3 separate regions of the Gossypium arboreum genome follow, and all the other regions are linked to region 2. The links are chromatin contacts, called in public Hi-C maps. All regions are on one chromosome and are shown on one strand. The core of a region is the stretch at or near the end of the contact, and the rest is flanking DNA. Distances in the headings are between cores, read along the strand shown.

The links. Hi-C and Micro-C count contacts between places; a contact is called where the count stands out from the background.
Region 1: a Hi-C map of leaf shows a contact between it and region 2, with 2.7 times the contacts expected there. The contact joins the promoter of LOC108465422 here to the promoter of LOC108450527 in region 2. A contact is called at or near these places in 2 of 5 Hi-C or Micro-C datasets (both in leaf).
Region 3: a contact with region 2 is called in a Hi-C map of leaf, with 5 times the contacts expected there. The contact joins the promoter of LOC108451864 here to the promoter of LOC108450527 in region 2. A contact is called at or near these places in 2 of 5 Hi-C or Micro-C datasets (both in leaf).

What each region holds. Positions count from the first base shown.
Region 1 is chr13:18,001,812-18,004,647 of ASM2569848v2, reverse strand. It overlaps LOC108465422, which reads right to left and starts at 1,367. Exons shown (of 8, transcript XM_017765746.2): 1 at 867-1,367; 2 at 457-581; 3 at 90-127. The coding sequence starts at 1,127.
Region 2 is chr13:17,858,001-17,860,700 of ASM2569848v2, reverse strand. LOC108450527 (protein NRT1/ PTR FAMILY 4.6-like) reads left to right here and starts at 1,391. Exons shown (of 5, transcript XM_017748192.2): 1 at 1,391-1,573; 2 at 1,697-1,802; 3 at 1,897-2,114. The coding sequence starts at 1,463.
Region 3 is chr13:18,105,595-18,108,358 of ASM2569848v2, reverse strand. LOC108451864 (nudix hydrolase 1) reads right to left here and starts at 1,448. Exons shown (of 2, transcript XM_017749557.2): 1 at 1,196-1,448; 2 at 635-1,108. The coding sequence starts at 1,331. The coding sequence ends at 810. It overlaps LOC108489906 (probable isoprenylcysteine alpha-carbonyl methylesterase ICMEL1), which reads right to left. Exons shown (of 10, transcript XM_017794635.2): 9 at 2,516-2,606; 10 at 2,044-2,420. The coding sequence ends at 2,259.

The DNA.
Region 1 (2,836 bases), core at 118-2,617, 140 kb before region 2:
TTAACATCATAAGTACTCGTATAGCATGGCTATTGCAAATTTGACGTACACTAATGATAATGATAGAAGATGCAGACATGGGACAGTACCTTCTGCAATATCATGGACAATTGCAATCTTAATACACCTGCAAAAGTTGAATGGATAAAAGACATAAAGCTTCCCTAAATAACATCCAACAAAAGCATAAAGCAAAAAAGCAAAAAAACAAAAAAAGTTTGAAAAAAAAGAAAAGGCAAGAATAAAAAATCACATAAACTCATCTCCAACTTCTATTATAAGCTAAATCCGCTCAAAGAAAATAATACAAAAGAAATAGCTCATCCTCCTAACATTTCCATCAATTACCATGAAAGAAAAAGAAAATACATAAATCAGATTGACAAACTTGGAAGTTGATAATTTAATGAAGAACATGAGCCCTGACATATATCATATGATATGATGAGAGTGAACCTTTCTCTATTCACACCAGGAAGGTCACCAGCGATCAAAGCCATCAACGCCATGCGGTACATATGGTCAGCAATTGATTCAGGACCCTTTATCCCGTGATTGATCCAACCCTTCCTTTTTGTGGTCTACAGGATTAACAAAGTCATCAGTAACTATAGTCTTTTCTTCCCTGAATGATTCAAATTGAAGACAGAGGGATACAAAGGTGGGGCTCAAGCAAAGATAACACCGCTCTACAAATATTTACCACGTAAAACCCAAGCTTAAATTTCTATTTGTAGCTCTTCGACCATGTTTGTTTACTCTTACTTGGTATCTAAACAGCTAATAGAGCTATTAAACTATACTCAATCGAAACAGAGCGTGAAGGAAATAGAACGAAGGGCAAAAGTTTATGTTTTCATTTATACCTTGAGACTGTGACACAATGTGAGAAAATCAATGGCGGAGGCCGACGTCGAATCGGCTGATCTCCCGGAGGAAGGTTTCTTGGATTTGGCAGAGACAATGATCCTCAGGGTGGGAGCTGGGGAGAAGTAAACGGGTCGAAAGGAGGAGGAGGAGAAGAAAGGGCAGCGCATGAAAGCGAGCGGCGGCTGTGGCGGCGGAGAGCGGCGAAGGGCGAAACGATGTAAGGGAGGTGCGCAGTGGGGAGAAGCAGAGAAAGCCATAATGGAAGGCGGAGGAAGGGGAGGGCGTACGCCGGAGATTTTAAAGGTTTGGTTTAATGGCTTTGCATGATGGAGGGGGTCCGAGAAACGAGGTCCGATTTGGTTGGGCTACCGATTAACTTTTGGTCTTAAATGCGAAAAATCAGGCTTTCTTCCTTTCTGAGTCTACTACGTTAAACGGATCCCATATTGCGACCCTTTTAAAAGGAACAAATAAAGGCCGTAGAAACCAACTCCTTTATTATGTTTTTCACTTTTTTTAAAAAAAATTGAATTTATTTAAAACAGCTAGAGCTTTGGTGTAACTCAAAATGTTTATGGTGCAATTCATGGTTATTTAAGTTTTTTTATTTGAAATATAGGTTTCAAATTTTAGCTAAATTCATTTATATTTGTCTATAATCCCTTGGTTCAAGGGTAAAAATATTACGTTGTAAGCATAAGAATTTGAATTCAATCTCAAGTAACTCTATTTCTTTATAAGTTAACTTGCTTCTCTAAATATCTAGAATGTGATTTATAAATATTAAAATTTACAAATAATCCATAGTACTTGTTTAAAAGCTTTTAGAATTGATGTTTTATATATCATAATATTAATTGTTGTGACTTTGATTGCTGCATGTTCAACAACAGATGGAACGATAGCTTTGGTGCAATCAAAGTCATTGGCTACGGTATGGTTCTACTTTGTTCGATATAGCTTCATGCCTATCTCACATAGTTCTACCATATCGATGGAACGAATGTTTTTGTTATATGCAATTATGACAGAAAAGTCTATCAATGTTGGAAAAATTATTCTTAAGGAGATCCACGATTGTGCTAGAAAAAAGGCAGAAAGTGTCTACTTTCCATCATTGATTACTTCACTTTGCTTAAGGGCCTAAGTTAAATCAAAAGCAAACTTGAAGGGCCAGTATGTTCAAGGTTGCATCACAAGGCATGATCTTGAAAGGTTAGTAGAGAATATCCATGAGTTAAACCCAATTGAATTGAGTGAACCAACTGAACCAAAAACTAATGAGTCATCAAATAAATCTTAACCGGAAGCTAACTCAGTTGATAAGACAAAAGGAGCAAAATCTGAAGAAGAATTGAACAATCCTGAATCAATAAAAGAACTAAACAACTCTGAACCAAGTGTGGAGCTGAATTCTGATGAGCTAGTTGAACCAAGTATTGGTCCTGAATTGACTATTCCTATGCCTGCTTCTTCAAATGCTATGAAGAAATCAGAATTTTCAGTTATGATAAGCAGTCTTTATGACTCACTTCTCTTTTCTTACAACCCCACATGTGTTCAGTTTTCATTCATTACTTTGTTTTCGCAATGAGGATATTGTTTCTGTTTAAAGAGGAGGTAAGACAATATTTGCAAGAATTTTTAATATTTTCAAGTATGTTTTATTCTTTTCACATGAGTTTGCTGAAATAAATGAATGTTCAAAGGAAATTTCTGTTCATAAGTTAGTTCAAATGCAAGCATGATTTTTTATTTTATATAATTTATTTTTATGTTATCTTGAGTTATGGAATGCTTGCATGTTCTCTAGTCTTATGTAGTACTTGCTATGAAATTTTAATTTCCTTGGAAATAGACATGCATGAAGGCTTAGTCTTTAAAATTAACTCAATAACTTTCTCGAGGCGAAATCTTAGGAGGCATAAGAATCTAAATATGATTATCAAGTTTATTGTGTTAATGG
Region 2 (2,700 bases), core at 142-2,641:
GTGACTTGGAATAAATTTTATAAAGTATAAATAGTTTCTTTTTAACTTAACCCAATTTCTGATTAAATTTATTAATTTTAATATTTTAAAATACAACAAATCAAATGAATATATTACGTCATTTAAAAATATCAAGTCATATTTTAACTAATTACAAATCATTTAATTAACTTTACCTAGTAACCCTTGTTTTTGAAACTATATATTATAGAAACAATATTGCTCGTTTTTGTACTATATAAAGATTTCCGAAAATTGTAATTTTTTTGTCAATAAAAGTTGTAATAATTATGCCAATTCTAAAAAAGAAAACACATTATGTTAAAGCACAAACTATAAATATCACATGGCCATCGTCACTATATGTTGTGAAGAGTACTTAAAATTTTAAGAGTAATCGACAGATTAAGTATTTCCATCTACTAGTTTAATTATGATTTTAATCCCTATTGTATTAAAATTTGAGATTTAATTTTTTACTTAATTTGATATAAATTAGTCCCTTGCACTATTTTTTTTAAAAATATATTCAATCACACAATTAAAGTAATATGAAAATTTAATCAATAAAGTTAAATCGATAATAAATTTATATGTTAAAAGTTTTTTAAAGAAAAAAATCACTTTAATGAAAATAACTCATAAAATCAAAATTAATAATATTATAAAAACAAAAGAAGTAAAATTTATGAGATTAAAGTTGAGACATTAAAACTATAAGTAAATATAATAAATAATATTTCTCTCAGTTGTTTCTTCATTCAAATTATAAGTTGATATATAACTTAAGATGATGCTAAATTTTGACTCAATTTGCATCTTTCATCACTATTCCTTTTATCCCTCATATATGGTCATACTCTCTTTCAGTAATAATAATGATAAATAAATAAAGCCATTGCTTCTTTTAATAATTTATTTTCAAATTGCGTCATGGATTGATTTTATTTGTGTAAAAAATAGATGAATTTTGGTTATATGCATTGCTCAATCCTTATCTACTTCATAAATTCCTCAACTCATAAAAGTCAAAGGCCCGAGATCAAAGGGTTGTGTTGTTGCTACGTGTTCTTTATCTTAATTATGTTTTAATTAACGCATTTTTATTTACTATTATTTTTGTTCAAGTTATATTTATTTTAAACTTTGCAATGATTAATTTTGTTTATAATAATTTAAACACTTCGAAGAGGATCGGATACTTCTCACCTAGTATTTAATTGTAACCTATAGTAAGTAATGTTTGATAATAAGAACCTGTGCATTCACATGGAGATAGAGTGGTCTTGACTTTTTTAATGCGTTAAAAAAAAGGGGGGGGGGGGGGGGCTGTTTGAATAAGAAAGTTCAAAATAGAAAAGAAGAATTCTTAGTAAACGCAAAAGGGGTTCCAAAGGGGGATCCATCAAAGTCATTTTCTAAATGGCTTTTTAGGCCATTCTCTCCCTCCAAGTTGAATCTAATGCTCTTTAAATACCCCCCACCACCACTCATGCCCCCTTGCTTTTCAACTCAAATCTTCACTTCTCTCACCTCATATCCTATACAACTTCAAAAACAAAAAAAAGCAATGGTGGGTTCCCCTTTTCCCTTTTTCTTTTCTCTTTGTTCTTGCCTTTCTGTTTCATTCTAACAGAAACACAAAACGAAATTTCTTAGTTACTAACTCTTTTTTTATGATGAGTTTTTAATATAGGAAGGAGGGTATCAGGATACTAGATGGGAAGGGTATGTGGATTGGAGGAACAAGCCTGCTTTAAGGGGCAAACATGGTGGCATGCTTGCTGCTTCCTTTGCCTTGGGTTAGTCTTTACTCCCACAAATGCTATTTTTATCTTCTTTTTCTTTTTTTCTATCATATGGTTCTAATGATGAATCCTATGTGTTTGTGTGTAGTTGTGGAAGTGCTAGAGAACTTGGCCTACTTGGCAAATGCAAGCAACCTGGTGCTGTATCTGTCAAAGTACATGCACTTATCTCCATCAAAATCTGCAAACAATGTCACCAATTTCATGGGCACTGCTTTCCTTTTGGCTCTCCTTGGTGGCTTCTTGTCTGATGCTTTCTTCACCACTTACCACATCTACCTCATAAGCGCACTCATCGAATTCCTGGTACTAATTTCACCGTTTCTTAAACTTGTTTTTTTCCCGTAGTTTGCATGTCACTTGCATTATTATTATTTTTTTTGCATGAAACCAGATATGGGATACCGTTTTAAAAGAAAAATAAAGACAAAAATCCGTGTGTAGAAGCATTAAAGGCCTAGGGGCCTGTCACAGGCGCAAGCTCTTTGGCATATAGATCCAAGGAACACCGTCTGTTTAGGTGCAACCATCGAGGTGTTCGTGATAAATGTCCCATAAATTTCTCTTTTTCTTCTCTCAGACACCAAAAACAAAACAAAAACCAATAAAAGGGTCTGTTTATCATCTTTCATCATATGAAAAAAAAGCTTACATCAACTATTGATTATGTTGGTTAAGGCTTTGAAATATTCTTCAAAAGAGCATCAAATTTTATATAAAGTGACAAAATTCAGACGTGGGGGCGTGGAGTAGGCCAGTGTTTGCGTTGGGGTCCCCCTGGAACGTAAGCCAATGGAAGCCAACGCCTTGGCCTTAAAAGGGGGGGGGGGGGTTAAAAGTATTATGTGGCGTACGTGTTGCAAAAAGAGGATGCTTTTGTTTTCTCAGTTTC
Region 3 (2,764 bases), core at 199-2,698, 250 kb before region 2:
TGGAATACTTGGATTCAAGTGTAAGTACCGAGTATGTATCCCCACAAAATATGTTCATTTCTTTGTTTAGGTTTTATCATGTATTGAAATGATCTTTGAAGGGTTATATCGGAAACAGATACTTCTAAGAAAAATGAAGACTCGAAACATTTCCAACGGCTGGGAAAATGAGTTTCTGAAGCAAAGGTAACGAGGACATTTGCTTCATTACAGGAGGAGCAGAGTGAGAATTAGCATAAGTAGCTGATTCTGCCCATATAAAATAACAACTTAGCATCTCAGCATTCATGAAATTTACGAGGGGTTTTTAATTTTACTTTTTTTTGTCTGGTATCCAATAGTCATATTGTGTTTCGACTAAATTCAGAGTCAAGCCAAGTCAGACCACTAAATAGAGAGTAAAGCGCTCTCAGTATTATTTTCTTCGTCGACCATATTTGAATCCGAAATCTTGCTTAAAAATATCAAACTCCTTACAATTCCACCTAGCGGTACACCTTTCCCTTCAGAAAGAAGATCTACTTTTTCTTAATTAAAGGGAAGCTACTAGTTTGCATTTGTTAAATACATTAAAACTCCACTACCTTGCATATATCTTAAAATCCAGATAACAAGAACAAAAAATCCATGCAAATTTCACTCTTGAAATCACTTAGCTACATAATATAAACCATAAAAGTTCACCATCTAAGATTCATATTACAAACAACATTGGTCACTGAATACATCATGATGAAATTAAAATAACCCATGGATCAATTATACGCAAGCAATATGTAAGAATAGAAAACGTATTCATTCAGCGGCTGTCAAGTGGAGGGAAAGGGGTTGAAGCCACTTCGTACCATTTCGTCAAGCGTCGAAAACAAAGGTTGGGGCAGATTATCCCAGTCATACCAATCCCAGCCGTCGCATTTGTCTGGCTCCGGGTTTTGTGGAACTTGATTAGGGTCAGCCAGCACTGCACGGAGAAAGATGATGACGTAATGGCAGGGTTTGGATTTGTCCAGGAAGACTTTACTGGTCACTGTTAAGAAGTCTGCTTTCCCCATTACCAAGCCCGTCTCCTCCATCAGCTCTCTGGCTCCGCACTCTTCGAAGCTCTCACCTGCCAACAATTATTTTGCCCTTTTTTTTTTAATTAATGAAAGCGAAACAAGTAGAGATGTGAGTTGAGTGAGAGAGAGAGACGGACCAAACTCGAGGTGGCCGCCGGGGAGAGCAAAGGTGGATTCACCGATTGAGGCGCGGCGGCGACCCAGGAGGACCGATTTCCCCTTCAACACGAACAGCACAACACCTACTCGTGGCACGGGCTGTGTTTCCTCCATCTCGAATGACAGTTCAGTTGGTGGGTTCTCTGGACTAGTAATAAAGAGAAGGGAGACTGGGGGACAACGCAATTAGGCAGTCAAAGGTGGCGTATAATATATTATATTATCAAAATGTAAGGGAAAGTGCGCGGCCCAGTCATCTTTCTTTGTTGGTGGGCTGGTTTTAACTTGCTATTTTGACTTCTGTTTTTTGTCTTTGTCTATCTCTGTCGTCACTGATAACATTCTTCGTAGTTAGGATGCTATTGTGGAAGTTGCACCGGTTTAACTAAATAAATTATTAAAAATTTTAATAGATTCAGATTGATATCTCAATCGATCTAAATATGAAAACAATAATATGCAACTCTTTTTTTAGAAGAGAGATACGTTTATAATAACATACATACGGTGAGATTAAAATATGTAAAGAGATGAAATTTTTAAAAGTGTATTAAATTCATTTAAAATATTTTAATTGTATCTTCAAATATTAATATTGTATTAATTAACTATCTATTTAAGTATTAAATATTAGCTTGACTTATATATATATATATATATATATATATATATATATATATAATTTGACTGTTTTTAAACATGTTATTGTATTTTAAGGATTTAATTAAAATGTTTTTAAGTTTGATGAGCATTTTAGAATCTAGACCACGGTGTGGGGACATTGGTGTAATTAACCCTAATTTATATTAACAAACACAGCTCTATGTAAGTAAGAAACAATCCAATCCATTACTGAACTTAAATTTAATTTTCTTGTCTTGTTCCGAAACCCATGTTAAAAGATATCAAATAGGATTAAATGAAGGGGGATAAAAGGCCTGGTAAAGATCATCTACAAACTTACTTCCATTGTTGTTATATTAATGTTATAGTCATGGCTACAATTCATTTTCATAGCATCTGAGAGTAAATGATGAATGGCTAGAAAGGGCTGACATCATGAGCCAATTTCAACATGAACTCAGGTACAAGGCGTCTTCTTGGAGGCGCCACGGCATCTTTTGCAAGGGCTGCTTCATCTTCACCATGTATGATGGCAACAACATCTTCAAACATCTCATCTCTGCCGCCTCTCATGGGATCCTGATTATTTATTTTACATGTATGTTGGCAGAATATTTATACAACATTCACCCAAAATAAAACAAAACACAAAGCATGGTTACTTCTTCCATTACCTGAAGAAACAAATCTGTGTGAGTCTTTCCATCATACAATATGGATTCTGCTTTCCCTCCAACTCTTCGAAGCGTATCAGCAAAATTTTGACTGCAAGGAGAAGGAAAACTTGTTATAAGAAATCTGCATTTGAATCAGCTGTGACCTAGTCATTCAACAATCACTACATAGCAACATCATAACAATCTAGATGCAGAAGAAGAAAATGAAAAGTAGTATTGCTGTAATCTATGATGATTATCAAGGGC